2 separate regions of the Mus musculus genome follow, and region 2 is linked to region 1. The links are chromatin contacts, called in public ChIA-PET maps. All regions are on one chromosome and are shown on one strand. The core of a region is the stretch at or near the end of the contact, and the rest is flanking DNA. Distances in the headings are between cores, read along the strand shown. Region 1 holds the start of Psmd11 (proteasome (prosome, macropain) 26S subunit, non-ATPase, 11). Region 2 holds the start of C030013C21Rik (RIKEN cDNA C030013C21 gene).

Region 1 (7,529 bases), core at 2,086-4,585:
CTCTTTCTTAGCAGGGTCTCACAGTGTAGCCTGGAACACTCTGTGTAGACAAGGAGGAGGCTTATTTTATATGTGAGTACACTGTTACAGTCCTCAGACACACCAGAAGAGGGCATTAGATCCATTACAGATGGTTGTGAGCCACCATGTGGTTGCTGAAAGTTGAACTCAGGATCATCTCAGCAGTCAGTGTTCTTAACCGCTGGGCCATCTCTTCAGCCCACTAGTGCTGGGATTAAAGGCGTGTGCTCCACCACTGTCAGGCTCTGATATGGTTGCCATGTTTAAGTCCATGAGTAGGAGTAGGAATGCCGACTGTCAGGCAGAAAAGGCGCCCTCTAAAGGAAGGAAGTAAAGAGAATGATGGGCTGCTTACTGAACTGCAGGCGTAAAACATCACTTTTAAAGGAATGATTCAGAAAGCATCTCTGTGTGCTGTTCTTTGAGTTGAAAACCAAGGGCTATAAAGGGAAAAAGTGAGAGTGATGGGGAGTAGGGAAGAAGAGAAAATAAAAAATAAAAAACGAGAACTGAGCAGAGCTGGCAGCAGGAGAGTGCTGAGTGCTGAGATGTGTGGAACAGAGTTCGAGGTACACTGTGGAGCACCAGGAGATCCCAACCAGAGGCTCACAAGCGCTGAAGACTAAATACAACATGTAGAGAGGGTACAAAGCTGAAATTACGACGAACAAAGGACAACTGTAAGAATGCGGGTATGAGGTTTTTTTTTTTTTTTAACATCTTAACAGTCCTGAAAATTGCTGTTTTTTTTTTTTTTTTGTTTGTTTGTTTGTTTTTTCGAGACAGGATTTCTCTGCATAGCCCTGGCTGTCCTCTGTCCTGGAACTCACTCTACTGTAGACCAGGCTGGCCTCGAACTCAGAAATCTGCCTGCCTCTGCCTCAATCCGCCTGCCTCTGCCTCCCGAGTGCTGGGATTAAAGGCGTGCGCCACACACCGCCTAGCGGTTTGTTGTTGTTATTGTTGTTGTTGTTGTTTTAAAAGATTTATTTAGGAGCCGGGCATGGTGGACGCCTTTAATCCTAGCACTGGGGAGGCAGAGGCAGGCGGATTTCTGAGTTCAAGGCCAGCCTGGTCTACAGAATGAGCTCCAGGACAGCCAGAGCTACACAGAGAAACCCTGTCTCGAGGAAAAAAAAAAAGAAAGATTTATTTATTATATTTATATAAGTACATTGTAGTTGTTTTTAGACATACCAGAAGAGGGCATCAGATCTCATTACACATGCTTGTGAGCCACCATGTGGTTGCTGGGTATTGAACTCAGGATCTTAGGAAGAGCAGTCAGTGCTCTTAACCGCTGAGCCATCTCTCTAGCCCCTCTTATCCCTGTTATTCAGATAGGAACGCTAAAGATCAAAGTGAGTAGGAGTCTACAGAAGTCACCATCTACTAGTACCCCGCCTAGAGTTTGGAACAAAAGTAGCATTTCCAAAGCCTGTTGTTCTTAAATTGTACATTCAGGATGATGATACAATTGAATTGGTTAAGAAAAGATACAGAGGCCGGGTGTGGTGGCACACGCCTTTAATCCCAGCACTCGGGAGGCAGAGGCAGGCAGATTTCTGAGTTCGAGGCCATCTGGTCTACAGAGTGAGTTCCAGGATAGCCAGGGCTACACAGAGAAACCCTGTCTCGAAAAACAAACAAACAAACAAGCAAACAAACAAAACAAAACAACAACAAAAAAGAAAGAAAGAAAGAAAGAAAGAAAGGAAGAAAGAGAGAAAGAAAGAGAGAAAGAAAAGATACAGAAGCTGGAGACTGGTTGTGGTGGCACACGCCTTTAATCCCAGCACTTGGGAGGCAGAGGCAGGCGGATTTCTGAGTTCGAGGCCAGCCTGATCTACAAAGTGAGTTCCAGGACAGCCAGGGCTATACAGAGAAACCCTGTCTCAAAAAACCAAAAAAAAAAAAAAAAAAAAAAAGAGACAGAAGCTGGAAGTGCCTTTAATTCTAGCACCTGGGAGAGGAGAAGGGAAGAGGGCACAGATAAGGGTGCTTGCTGCCAAACATGAGTCCCTGAGTTCAATCTCTGGGCTGGCCATGATTGTGAGTACTGACTTCTGCAAGAGTTCCCTTCTCCATGTGCATGCCATGGCATGTGAGTTCCCACAGACAGACAGACATAGAAGTAAAAACTTAAAAACTACAACAACAAATGAATTCAGTATAGTCTCATTAGCTCTCCATCAGATTGAGAAAGAAGGAATGACTTCTTGGGTGAGTGTGTGTGTGTGTGTGTGTGGGGGGGGGGGGATGATCACAGCATTACACCGAAGTTCATGGAATTTCAGAGTTGGGAGAATTTGGAAGCCAGTTTAGTTCACGTGACACAACAAAGTCAGGACTTCTGTTACCAGCATGGTGGGATATTACCCAGATTTCATTAGAAAATGCAAAGGGTGGGAATGTCTTTCCTACCAGGTCTCAGTTCTGTCAGTCACTTTATTCCCTTCAGTTTCCTTAGGTATTAATTAAATATTTTTTCAAAGACTCTTGTTGAGTATTGTTGGACAAATGAAAGGAGACAGGTATAGAGATTGATTAGTCCAGTCATAGAGGAGTATAATGTTGGTTCTACTTAGTTTTTTATACAGCACAGCTATTTAATTTCCAGATTGTCATCAACTTAGAAGGTCTCCCTCTGTATAGGTTTAGCAACATCTTTAGGTTGATCCTTAGTGATAAGAAACATGCTTTTTTCCCCTTTCCCTTGATATCTTCACAGATATCCTATTACAGTTGAAGGAATTGGAGATACGGGAGGAAAATTTTGTTCTATTGTTGAGCTGGAAAGCTGGTATGAGTCAAATGTGAATCTCAAGAACTATTTAGATTGAATGATTGGGTCAAAGATGACTTTCAATCCACAATGTGAAGCTCTGTCCGATGATGGAATGGCTATTTGTGAAAGACAGTGTTCTTTTACATTGGCGATTTCTTCCGTCCTGGAAGGGAGTGTGTGTATGTGTCCTCCCTGCAAAACATCTGAATGAATCTGAACGGTGCTATTCCTGCCACATAATAGGCAATTTGAAAGATCATCTATCGCTATGAGTGACTGGTTACACGGGGATACTATACAAACAGCCAAGCAGCTTTCCTTGAGTACTCAGCCTCTTTTGGAGTGGTGGGGATTAATTTCGGTTTGTCTCTTCAGATGGCCGCGAGATGGCGATGGGGGAGCTCGTTTGTCGCTTGCGGGACGCTCCTGGGCCACCCACGGGGCAGAGAGACTACAACTCCCGGGGTGCTCGGAGAAGGGAGGCGGGGTCTTCTGGTAGGAACGCGAGGGCGGGTCTTCCGGGTGTGTGTTTCCGGCGTCGGCGGCCGCGGCCGGGGACGGTGTGAGAGCGGTAAGATGGCGGCCGCAGCGGTGGTGGAGTTCCAGAGAGCCCAGTCTCTACTCAGCACCGACCGGGAGGCCTCCATCGACATCCTCCACTCCATCGGTAAAGGGCCTGGCGCCGTCCCCGCGGCTCCGCCGTCCCGGCGCGGCCTGTGTGGGTCGGAGGCGGCGGAGAGGGGCCGGGCTAGCCGGCTATGGTGCTGCTGACTCACTGTGTGTGAGGGGGGCCGGGCTGGGGGCGCAGGCCGCTCGGGGACCCCAGGAGCCCCATGGCTTCCAATCGGGCGGGAAGCCCCTAGGCAGCCGGCCCGTCCACCTGCTGCCTGCTGACTCACGGTGGGCGCAGCGCAGCGCAGCGTGGCGAGCGGGCCGGGCCAGGTTCGCTACCCCTCAAGGGTCCCCGATTGTGGCCCGCGCGAGCTGGCCGGGGGCTGAGAGTGGCGGCCCGGGACAGACGGGTCGGAGAGTGTGTTGTTGAGAGGTCCGGGCGACTGCCGCGCAGGACTGACATTTCCCGCCGTTGTTATCAGCACAGGTTGCTCCGGGTGGGAGCGCGAGCGCTTCTCTTGGAGTTTTCTTCCGGGACGCTGGGAGCTGTCGCTTACAGCCAGCCCTCAGCCGCAGCCGCCGGCAGCAGAGGGCCACTTTCTGGGTGTGGGAAGTTGAGGGGTGCCACACGCTTAAGATTGGTATTTGACCGGTGTAGCTTGTGAGCTGAAGTGTCGTCCGAGTGGGACCGCCGGGACAGAGGAGGTGACTCATTTTTCCCAGTAGGGGTTGAAGTTTAGTTCTGAGTTCTGAGAGGCTGTCGTTCAGGGAACTTTTTGGGACCGGCGGGCCGCACATTGCTGGAGAAAAAGAAAAATTTTAATACCATAGCGTGATTGTCTTAAACCGTAGGGCAACAGGAAAGTTGAAGTAGGAACCTCCAGCCGGTCGCTTTCTACTGGGATTCAGGTGTAAATAGAAATAAGTGGTTGATGGCAGAGAAGGCCTTTTAATATTCATTCCTTAAGGGTTCAGTTAGAGAATGAGCTTCCTCCTGTGGTAATGTGAGGTTTTTTTTTTTTTTTTTTTTTTTGGTTTTTTGAGACAGATTTTCTCCATGTAGCCCTGGCTGTCCTGAAACTTACTTTGTAGACCAGGCTGGCCTTGAACTCAGAAATCCGCCTGTCTCTGCCTCCCAAGTGCTGGCGTTAAAGGCGTGTGCCACTATGCCCGCCCGGCGTGAGCTTTCAAATGTAGCCTGGGAGATTCGGATTGGATCAACAAGTTGTTGGTGAATGCAGGTATATGAGGGACTGCCAGGATGTTGATGCTTATGTTGACTTAACTGAGTTGCTGAGTCTTGAATTTCTGTACACAAGACTTGTACCAAGAAAGGACACTGTCAACAGCTTGAAGTTCTTGACTCTGGGAATACTAGAAAGGAGAGGAGACGAGAGAGCACAGTGCATTGTGAAGGAATCATGAAGAGTTTCATTTCGAAGTTCTGATAGTGTCCGTTTTAGAGCAGAGTACCATAGCCATCGGATGTTTTTACAAAGACATTTTTCTGTGATCACACTTTAATATTTAGATCACACTTTAATATTTAATAATCTGCGGAGCATAAAAGTTTTTTGTGCATAGTGCCTGATTTGTTTGCCTTTCAGAAAGTAGAAATTACTAATAAACATTGCCATTAGAGTATTTCACCTTTATCAGACCCTTTATGAACCTTAACCTATTTTCCAAATGAAACTACCAAACAAATAAGGGAAAAAAAAACAACCCTCTAAAGAAAAGTAAAATACAGATACTATAAAAAGAAAAACAAAACAAAAAAAAGGAGTGGTTGCTCATTATACTAAGAGTCCCCTGCCAGCTCCCCTGTTAGAGTAAGCTTGAGTCATGGTGGGTGACAGCATTACTTTTTCCGGACTCCATCATGAGTATCAAAATCTTGGATTTTGTCAAGTCATGATGCTTTTTTAGAGCATTGTTAACTAGTCATGGTCACCAAAATAAGCACAGCAAACTTGGGAAAGGCTGTTACAGGGTCAAGCAGTTGAATAATTATTAACAGTTGAAAGTGGGACAGATTAAAAAGTTACTTTAACAGGACCTGAATCCATCATGAGGCAGCCGTCTGTCCTAAGTGAGTAACTCTTCGTATCACACTGAAGCTTTGATAGGAATTTCTCTAGGAGGGAGTTATAGAATTGTTTTTTATTTTATTTTATTTTTTTGGTTTTTCTTTTTTTTTTTTTTAAGATTTATTTATTTATTATATGTAAGTACACTGTAGCTGTCTTCAGACACTCCAGAAGAGGGCGTCAGATCTTGTTACAGATGGTTGTGAGCCACCATGTGGTTGCTGGGATTTGAACTCTGGACCTTCAGAAGAGCAGTCGGGTGCTCTTACACACTGAGCCATCTCACCAGCCCTTTTTTGGTTTTTCGAGACAGGGTTTCTCCATGTAGCCCTGGCTGTCCTGGAACTCACTTTGTAGACCAGGCTGGCCTCGAACTCAGAAATCCGCCTGCCTCTGCCTCCCGAGTGCTGGGATTAAAGTCGTGCGCCACCACGCCCGGCTTAGAATTGTTTATTCTTGATATGTCCTTCAGCCAAAACTTTCTATAGACCTAAAGTTTGTTGAAAGACTTGCTTTACAGTTATCAATAACTTTATAATTTGATTTTAGTTTGTGATACGAAAATACATAGGCATGTTAAGGCCTACTTAAAGTGAAAAATCTATTCTTTTTAACTATTAATATGAGGCATATTCTTTAGATAGTTGGTCATTCTACTCTAAAGGTTTTTTTTTTTTTAAGTCCTTATTTGCTGGTTTCATTTGGAAATAGGCTAGAGTTCATAATGGTCTTATAAGGGTGACTTTTCCCTTGCTTCATTTTTTTTTAATTTTTAATTTTTTATTTTTTTTCCATTTTTTATTAGGTATTTAGCTCATTTACATTTCCAATGCTATACCAAAAGTCCCCCATACCCACCCACCCCCGCTTCATTTTTTTAATCATAATTTTAAGAGTTCATTTTCTTTTCTTAGTGAAACGTGACATTCAAGAAAATGATGAGGAGGCAGTCCAGGTCAAAGAGCAGAGCATCCTTGAACTGGGTTCTCTCCTGGCGAAGACTGGACAAGCTGCTGGTAAGTCTTACAAATGAGTTATACCTATAATGCTGTGTCTGCAACACCAGATGGAGTGTCTCTCAGAACACAAGACTATATTTAACACCCAGTTCATTTGTGTGGAATTCAGCTTTATTTTCCTGACAACTTGTTGATCTTCAACTTTGAAGCAGAAAAGTGTAGAATTTTATTTTATAGGTGAGGGAAAGTCCTGTTTTTGTTGAGATATGGTGATTTGTGATTTGTTCCTTGTTTTTGAGTTCTTACTGTATTTCCTTACATGTCTACAGCAGCAGTCTTCAGCAACTTCATTGACTTGCTTTGGTATATTTAAAGAGAGTGAGCGACTTTAGGCCCTTCACTTGAAAAATGGTTGCAGATTTTTTATCCCAAGTGACTCACATTTTTTCTGATGTAGAATGAATAAGACATTAAATAATAGTGCCTTCCTAAGGCTACTTCTTTGGTACCTGGGAGTTTTGCATATTGTTGTACCTACATCCAAGTGATAATTGACATTGACTGGTTGGGTTTGAGACATAGATGGATGATTACCAATAAAGTAATAATATCATAAGCTTGTTTAAACTTAAAGTGGGTAATTTGTGTGACTTTAAAGTGACCTGAGAGGGGCAGGAGAGATGGCTCAAGGATTAAGAGCACTTGTTGCTCTTGTAGAGGATCCAGGGTTTGGTTCCCAGCACCCACATGGTGGCTGACAACTATCGGTAACTAGACTCAGGGGATCTGATGTCCTTTTCTGGCCTCCCAAGAGTATCAGGCATGCACACGGCACACCGGTATGCATTCATGCACAGAGCATAAACAAATGTTAAAGGAAGTTGAAGTGAAGTTAGAATCTATTTGATTAGAATGAAGTGAGTTCTGGTAAGTTCCCTCATGAGTCTCTTTCTTTTAGTTTATGTAGTAAGCCAAGAGATTGGTGGAGATAGTAAAACAAAAGTTCTTAAACCTAGCTGGAGAGGTGGCTCAGTGGTTAAGAGTACTGACTGCTTTTCC
Region 2 (7,529 bases), core at 1,687-4,186, 80 kb after region 1:
AGGAAACAGTTCAATACAAATATCAGTGAAGTTCATAACTTTACCCAGGCATGGGCCACGCTGACTTGCCTATAGTTACTTCTGGGTCTATATAATCCTTCCTAGTCAATCTAGGTTATATCCATCTAGGTTCCTCTCACATGCTTAAAATACCCCAGTATGATAAAATTCATACTCCCCTGAGGATTCAAATACTTTATGTTCTGTGATTACATAATAGCTCACTAAAAACAACAACACTACAAACTCTACATGGATTATCACCGCATCCACTGTCCCTATGCCTGCCCTACTGCTACAATCTAATTTTGGCTCCAATGTTGAGTAGAAACCACCATGTTTGAGTTAGAGGTTTTTGAGCAATGAAAGAACTTTGCTCTAAACTACTGCAGTGTTCTGAAGGCCTTCTTCCCCACTTCTCCCAGATAAAATTACATGTACACAACACACCAAATAAATGAATAAATATGACATATTGTTTAACAACTACTTATGCAACAATTTGATACTGATGTCTCTTTGGAAATGAGTAACCAAAAATCCCCTCCATAGTACAGAGATGCAAAGAAATGAGCTATTAAGAGAGAAAATCAGTTTGTGCTTTTTACTTTATTGTTATTATTTTTTAGTTTGTGTGTATGAGTGTTTGTCTGCATGTAGGTGTGCATACCACAGCAACACCTGGTACCTGTGGAGGCCAGAAGAGGGCATCAGATCCCCTGGACCTGGAGTTACCGATGTTTGTGAGCCACCATGTGGGTGCTGGGCACTGAACCAGACCTTCTTAGATGCTGGATGCTGACTTAATGAGCATTATTACGGTACACGTGGTCAGCACTCTTGACAGATGAGATCTGCTGCCTCCTAAACAGACAGCAGAGTGTTGAGGGAGATGCAGGGCAGAGGGAGGACATGGTGGGAGGAGTAGGGAGAAGGTCAGCATGGCTCGGTGCGGGCGGAGTTTATGAAACTTAAAAGCAGTGTGAGGATGGACAAGGCAGTTGAGAACAGGGCTAGGGAGGTGCCAGAGCCAAAATATATTTCTGGTTTCCTTGTGGAAGAGCCAGATTGCTGTGTGTTCCATGCCCACATCCCAGTGATTGCTGGTCTCCTTACTATCTGAGATGCGCCCTCAGCCACTTAGCAGCACTGTGTGCCCACTGTACATAATGAAAGACCAGGAAGAGCCAGGGAGGAAGGAAAGGAAAAACAGGTACTTAGCACAGGAGGGACCTTGGTTATAATCGAACGGCTTTATTTCAGAGATACTATGCCTTGAGCTGGCTGGAGTGGTGCAAGCCTGCGGTCCCAGTACTAGGGAAATGGAGGCAGGTAGGATGAGGAGTTCAAGGTTAGCCTATGTTACAGAGGAGACCCTGCCAAAATAAACCAGGAAAGGAGAAAAAACTCACCCACCCAACCAAGCCAACAAAATGCCCTCAAACCACATAGGTGGTTAGTGGCAGAGTGACACTTGTATGGCACACCCAAGATTCCCACCCACTCGTTCATCGACTCACCCACTCTCCTACCCACCCAACTCACCCACCCACCCGACTCACCCACTTACCAACCCAACTCACTCATTCAGCCAAACCATCCACTCACCCAAGTTCACTCACTCACCCACGCACCCACCCACGCACCCAACTCACCTACCCACCCTCACCCACTTACCAACCCAACTCACTCACTCACCCACCCACCCATCTGCCCGCCCACTCAATTCACTCATAGGAGAAAGGGAGGCAGCACAGATCAGCACCTCTAATGGGAGTACACGAGAGCCACAGCAAGAGTCCACAGGAAACCCACAGGTCTGTCAGGAGTCACTCCTGTCAGTCTCATGACCAACTAGACCTTCAGGGCCATCCTGTGGGAGGGAAAAATGGCTGGGGGGGCAGTCTTTTCTGGCCCTGGACAAGTCGGGATCAACAGGGCAAATTTCCTAACCTCTGCTTGCCTCTGTCCTGGGCCATGAATGGGAATCTAGGGGAGATCCAAACTGAACGATCCAGGACAGAGTACGCTCAGCACCATGGCTGGAGAGCCACAACAGCCTCACGAGCACACCCTGTGATCGCTGTGCTGATGACCACAGAGCTGCGACAACCAGGGGTCAATTCGTTTTTCTTACAAAAAAGCATCAATGGCTTCATATGCTCAGGAAAGCACATCTATTCTCTCCGATGCTAAATGAGCATATTTATCTGTGTAGTTTCCCACGCTATAACCACCCCCGTTTCTGATTTTGATGGACCGTGTTTCCTTTTGATGTCACCTCAGGGTTTTTTTTTTTTTTTTTTTTTTTTTTTTTTTTTTTTTGCTTTGCTGGTGAGAAAGTCCCAGTTTAGTTTCACAATTAAAAAGAGAGTCACACACACACCTCTGTTGAGTATCCGGGCCCCTGCACACTTGCTGCTCAGGCCACCGGTTCAAGTTTAGGGTACAAACAGGAAACTGTTCATTCCTACTTCGTTACTTCTGTTTCCCGAGGCATCAACACAACTTGGGTTACAGCTGAGATTAGAAACCGGAAGCAGTCAGTAGGCAACAGCCTGGGCTACCAGTTGTGAAGTGGCAGCAGGAGGTTTGATCTACACAGACACATGGACTCTGAAGGCCTTTGATGCCGCCTGGGCCACCGGGTGGGTATTCCTCTGACATCCACTCTGAGGGCCCAGACTGCCACCCGCAATCTCCTTCCCCACACTTCTTTCTAAGGCTTGGTAGCTTGCTGCGAGTTAGCTCTTGGTTATTTTTAGCCCCACTAACTGCTTGAGAGGCAGCTGCAAGGCGGCAGCTGTGGAAGGCAGCTGCCGCGGCTTGATCTCTAGCCGGTATTATCTGACAGCTCTCGGCATGTGAGTTCTAAGATCCCCCTTTCTTTAGGTGAGCTCACAAGCTTTTCTCCTGGGGATGACATCAGATCTGTGTGTCCGATCACCTGCTCTGGTGGGGGACATGTGCAGAATTCCGCTAGAAAGGGAGATTCCAAATGTTTCTGACCCATAAACGCCAGGTGTGACGCAGGGGCCCTCCCACAGGGTTTCTAAGATGAGGGAGCGCCACAGAACTTCTGTCCTGCAAACTCTGATGTCACAAAAGAATGCAGAGAGAATGAGGCAGCTCACTAGCCTGCCTGGAGCCCCCTTCAGAGCCAGCATCAGATGAGACAGGTACCAGGCTGATGTGCGTACGCTATCCAGGAGAACTGGTCCAGATCCCATCTCCTCTGCTCTCTTGCATGGCTTTGCTTCTTGGCACACACACACCTCCTGCCTGCCTTTCTCTGGAGGGTCTTCAGCTACAGCATACAGCTTTTTGCCTTTAGGCTTCTGCATAGACTGTTTCCAATCTAGGTGGCGTTTAGACCTGCTTCTAGGTGTTAATTTGGGAGCTTTTTCTTGCTCCCATGTCAGCCTCACTTGTCCCTTAACCGCATTACTCCGAGGGCTGTATGGAACATTACTTTTAGGCATCTATTTTCTTTATAAATCTAAACCCTTTTAGCTAGCACATAGTGAGGCTCGGCAGATAGCTGACTGATGATGTCTTGGACTCCCCAAGAATTCCTCCCTCCCCCATCTATGCCTTTTTTTTTTTTTTTTTTTTTTTTTTTTTTTTGACATCAAATGTTCTTCACTGGGGACGGAACGCACAGTCTTGTGCACGCTAGGCCAATGCTCGGTAAACTGAGCTACATTTCCAGTCTCCAATTTTCTGTTCTTCAAATTGCCTCTTTTTCAATTGATCTCAATATATTCAAACTGAGTCCTTTGTCAATTCCCTGTCAGAAAAAGGGCTTCAGAGAAGAGATGTATGAAAATGCTGGGCTCGAAGGCACATTTGGGCTAAGGATACACACACAGGTAAACAGAGAAGAGCGGGGCTGGCTAGCTGAGCCTTTGTCGCCAGCCTCTTGAAACTTTCTTTTCTGTGGGTTGAGAAGCCTGAACCCCTGTTCCCAAGGCATTCTTGACAAGGAGTTTGCCCATCAAGACGACTTTCCCATTAACCTTGTGGCGCTGTTCTCAGCTGCCTCTCACAGAGCCCCTCTTAGGGCAGCGAGGCAGTTCACACCTGTGTCTACATTCTCTGGTGCACCTCCTTCTCTACCCAACCTCCACCATGCCAGACACAAGCCAGTGGAAACACTGGCTTCATACACAGCACCATGCTGAAGTCGTTTCCCAGCCCCCACCATTACAGTAAGTGGGGTAAGATACAAGTTTCTGCTTTAAAACGGGCACGTGAACACAGTCTCCATCCAACCAAGGGCTGCAGAAGAGCCCTCGGGTGCTCGACTGTCCGCCCCGGGGTTCCACTTGCTCTTCCTTGTACTGTTCTATCTCCATCCAGTCTCTTAGGTGACCAGATCCACCCCTTCTCGTTCCGGGGAAGCTTCCTATCTTAGGACTTGCTCCTCAGGTTCAAGGATCTAGCCTGCAGCCTCACTTATATAAGCTTGGTGGAAGGCATTTAATATACCCTGGGCCAATCAGAGCCTTTGCCTGGGGTTCATAGATTTTGAGGTAGAAAAGTTCCCCCTGTTTTTTGTTTGGTTTTGTTTTTAGGCTGTTAAACTGGCTGCAAGTGTGCCTAGGTATTCCCTATGCGGAAGCACACTATACACAGAGATGGAAAGTGGAGAAGGAGAGACAGGCAGGAGGGAGGAAGCAAAGGACTTGATGGTTCCCAATTCCTGTTCTAGGGCTTCACAGTCCACAGGCTGTCAGCTCCTTCCAGGCCATTCTGGTGTGAGTTTGTGTTGCGGGTACATGTGAGTGAGTGAGTGTGTGCATGTGAGTGTGTGTGTGTATGTGTTTGAGATAGGGTCGCAAGTAGTCCAGGCTGGTCTCAAATTTACTATATCTCCCACAATAGATGACTTTGTATTCCTGACACTCCTGCCAGGGAGCTGGGTTCCCAGGCTGCACCCCAGCTTCACCCTGAGTTTAAGCCACTTCATCTGGAAGATTCTGCGTTACACATTGAACTTGCTCCGCAGGACCCAAGGGAGTGGAAATAAGAGCGTTGTTGAGAAATGATTCTCTAAGGTGGTTTTTGTTTGTTGTTGTTGTTTTTTAAATAAATGGTGTCAGTCCAGCATTTAAAGACGTCAATCCCTTCTCTATCCTGGCTCAAGGCATTGTCATTGTCAGCCTCATTTGTAAAGTACACACAAATAACCATGTGCGCATATCCTGAGAAGTGTCGAAAAGCATTCATGAATGTGGGACAGGTCATTCAAACACCTGACAAGCATCAACACGGGAAACAGCCGGAGCACACCAGGCAGGGTGCTGACACGGGGAAAGGCACCTGAGACGACATGTCTAGAGTACAGTATTGCTTGCCTACTGAACAGGGACAGCTTGTGCCTCAATATTCCCATCAGAATGACGGAATCACTCTTTTGTTATTTATGTATGCATTTCTTTACTTGTGTATGTATGTGTGCATGCACGGGGATGAGTTTAACTATGAGTCAGAGGTCAGCCTCGAGTGTCATTCCTCAGAGCCTTTCACCTTGTTTTTAAAAAATGTGGTCTCTTCCTGGCCTGCAGCCTGCTGAGCATGCTGACCAGCAATCCCCCAAGGGTCCCAGAGCGAGCCTGTTGCTGGTTCCCCAGCTCTGGGGTTACAGTCACAGTACTTTTTAAAAACATGGGTTCAGCTGGGCATGGTGGCACATGCCTTTAATCCCAGCACTTGGGAGGCAGAGGCAGGCGGATTTCTGAGTTCGAGGCCAGCCTGGTCTACAAAGTGAGTTCCAGGACAGCCAGGGCTATACAGAGAAACCCTGTCTCAAAAAAAACTAAAAAAAACCCAACAACAACAACAACACCACCACCCATGGGTTCTGGGGACAGAATGTATGCCTTCTTGCTTTATCAACTGCGCAGTCTCTCCAGTCACACTTGTGTTCATTCCTCACGTCTACTGTATCATCTACTGCAAAGCACCATTCCTTACCCACTGTGCGGTTAGTCTGAAAGTTCTCAAGGACACCCTGTCCCATTCCTCAAGGCAGGACGCTTGAGGGTTAAATCCCCAATGAGCAGCATATCCAGAGGCTTGACTGTGAGGAGTGTAATCACCTGTGACCAAGGGTGACTCTCAGAAGCAGTGAGGAGGATGGGGACGGTTGGTTCTGTTGCTCCCGACACATGCTAGGGCTAATATGAACGCCTCACTTTGGGAACGGGTTTCCCTTCCTGAATTACTGCTCCCTGCCTCCTGTTGAGATGGGCTTCTGCTTTGGTGTCAGCTGGAAAGCCACAAGCAATGGAAACAAGAGAACAAAACAGCGGACACTCTCAAGACCTTACAGCTGCTGCGCTTAAGTCAGTGGGGAGCAACAGGTGTGGCCTCTGCCAGCGCCCCAAGTACAAGCAGGATGGGAAGCGAACACACACACACGTTTTGTTCTGTAGAAAAATTAAAATCATTCGGCTAAGTCCGTACAGCTGCACCCGGGTGGCCTTTGCAAAGTAACACAAGACACTTGGCGAGCCCTGAGAATGTTGTACACAAAGGGAGTTTCTCAGGGAATCAGGCCCTGTGCTATTTCCACCAGAGGCTGTTCCTTCTGGTGTTAATTGCTTCAGAGTTTTAAACCCACCTGAATTTCCAAGTGAGTCATATGCTCTGGGAAAATGAGACTCTCTTTTGGTCTATGTGAAAGTGTTGTTAAAGCAGACAGGTGACCGCGCAGTGCCTCTCACTCAGCGAAGCATGGGCACCAAGTGTTATGACCTTGTACACAGTACTTGTTGCAAAGCAGACTGACGAAGTAACTTTTAAATATACTCTTTGCGGAAACAAAAACCACCAAAGGCGTACTCTCTGAAACAAAGACTTCAACCTCACTGACAAGGAAAAAAAACCCCAATTAATTGCATTTGTTTAATATTTATATAAAACTCAATGACATCTGAAAAATATGTTTTAATTATGTATGTGCTGGGGTATGTGCACATGTGTATAGGTGCTCTTGGAGTCTAGAAGTGGATGCTGGATCCTCTTGAGCTGGAGTTACAGGTGGCTGTGTGTGGCCTATTGGTACTGGGAACCCAAACTCAGGCCCTCTACCACAGCAGTCCGCTCTCTTAACCACTGAGCCATTTCTTGAGCCCCCAATACATATATAGCTTTCAAAGCTGAGTGTTTTCCTTGTAGGAGAAGGACTGTGTAGCCTGAGGGAGAAGACCAGCTTCTCTTTCCCTGCTGGACTCTGTCCCTGACAGCATGGCTGGGCAGCGGGGCTGGTGTGGAGACTAGAGTTATGGGTCTCCTTGGCTATAGACTCTGGTCCTCTTATGCTGCAGGTCTGGGAAGAAGGAAACCAATGTGAATTCCAAGTCAAAAAAAGGAGACCCTACCGTACGCATGAGGCTGCTTTGCCTTTTTGGTCTTGAGCCTTCAATGGCTGAATGATCTCTACAGCCCTGCGCGGGACCTTTCTGAATTCCAGGCTGATTTTTAAAATTGTGATCAATGAATCAAAACTACTGCTGCTTGGG

The links. ChIA-PET counts read pairs in DNA pulled down with a chosen protein or histone mark.
Region 2: a contact with region 1 is called in an RNA polymerase II ChIA-PET map of memory CD8 T cells, with 42 read pairs. The contact joins the promoter of C030013C21Rik here to the promoter of Psmd11 in region 1. A contact is called at or near these places in 1 of 39 promoter capture datasets (the SN4741 cell line), 3 of 115 datasets of contacts at active chromatin or transcription factors (double positive thymocytes, effector CD8 T cells and memory CD8 T cells) and 2 of 9 other capture datasets (adipose tissue and liver).

Annotation. Positions count from the first base shown.
Region 1 is chr11:80,425,280-80,432,808 of GRCm38.p6, forward strand. Psmd11 (proteasome (prosome, macropain) 26S subunit, non-ATPase, 11) reads left to right here and starts at 3,336. Exons shown (of 14, transcript NM_178616.3): 1 at 3,336-3,476; 2 at 6,426-6,527. The coding sequence starts at 3,386.
Region 2 is chr11:80,506,170-80,513,698 of GRCm38.p6, forward strand. It overlaps C030013C21Rik (RIKEN cDNA C030013C21 gene), which reads right to left and starts at 2,937. Exons shown (of 3, transcript NR_126552.1): 1 at 2,387-2,937; 2 at 1,766-1,873; 3 at 1,241-1,376. The region is part of intron 21 of Myo1d (myosin ID); the gene reads right to left. It overlaps Gm31109 (a long non-coding RNA gene), which reads left to right and starts at 3,108. Exons shown (of 2, transcript XR_003949722.1): 1 at 3,108-3,192; 2 at 4,888-5,112.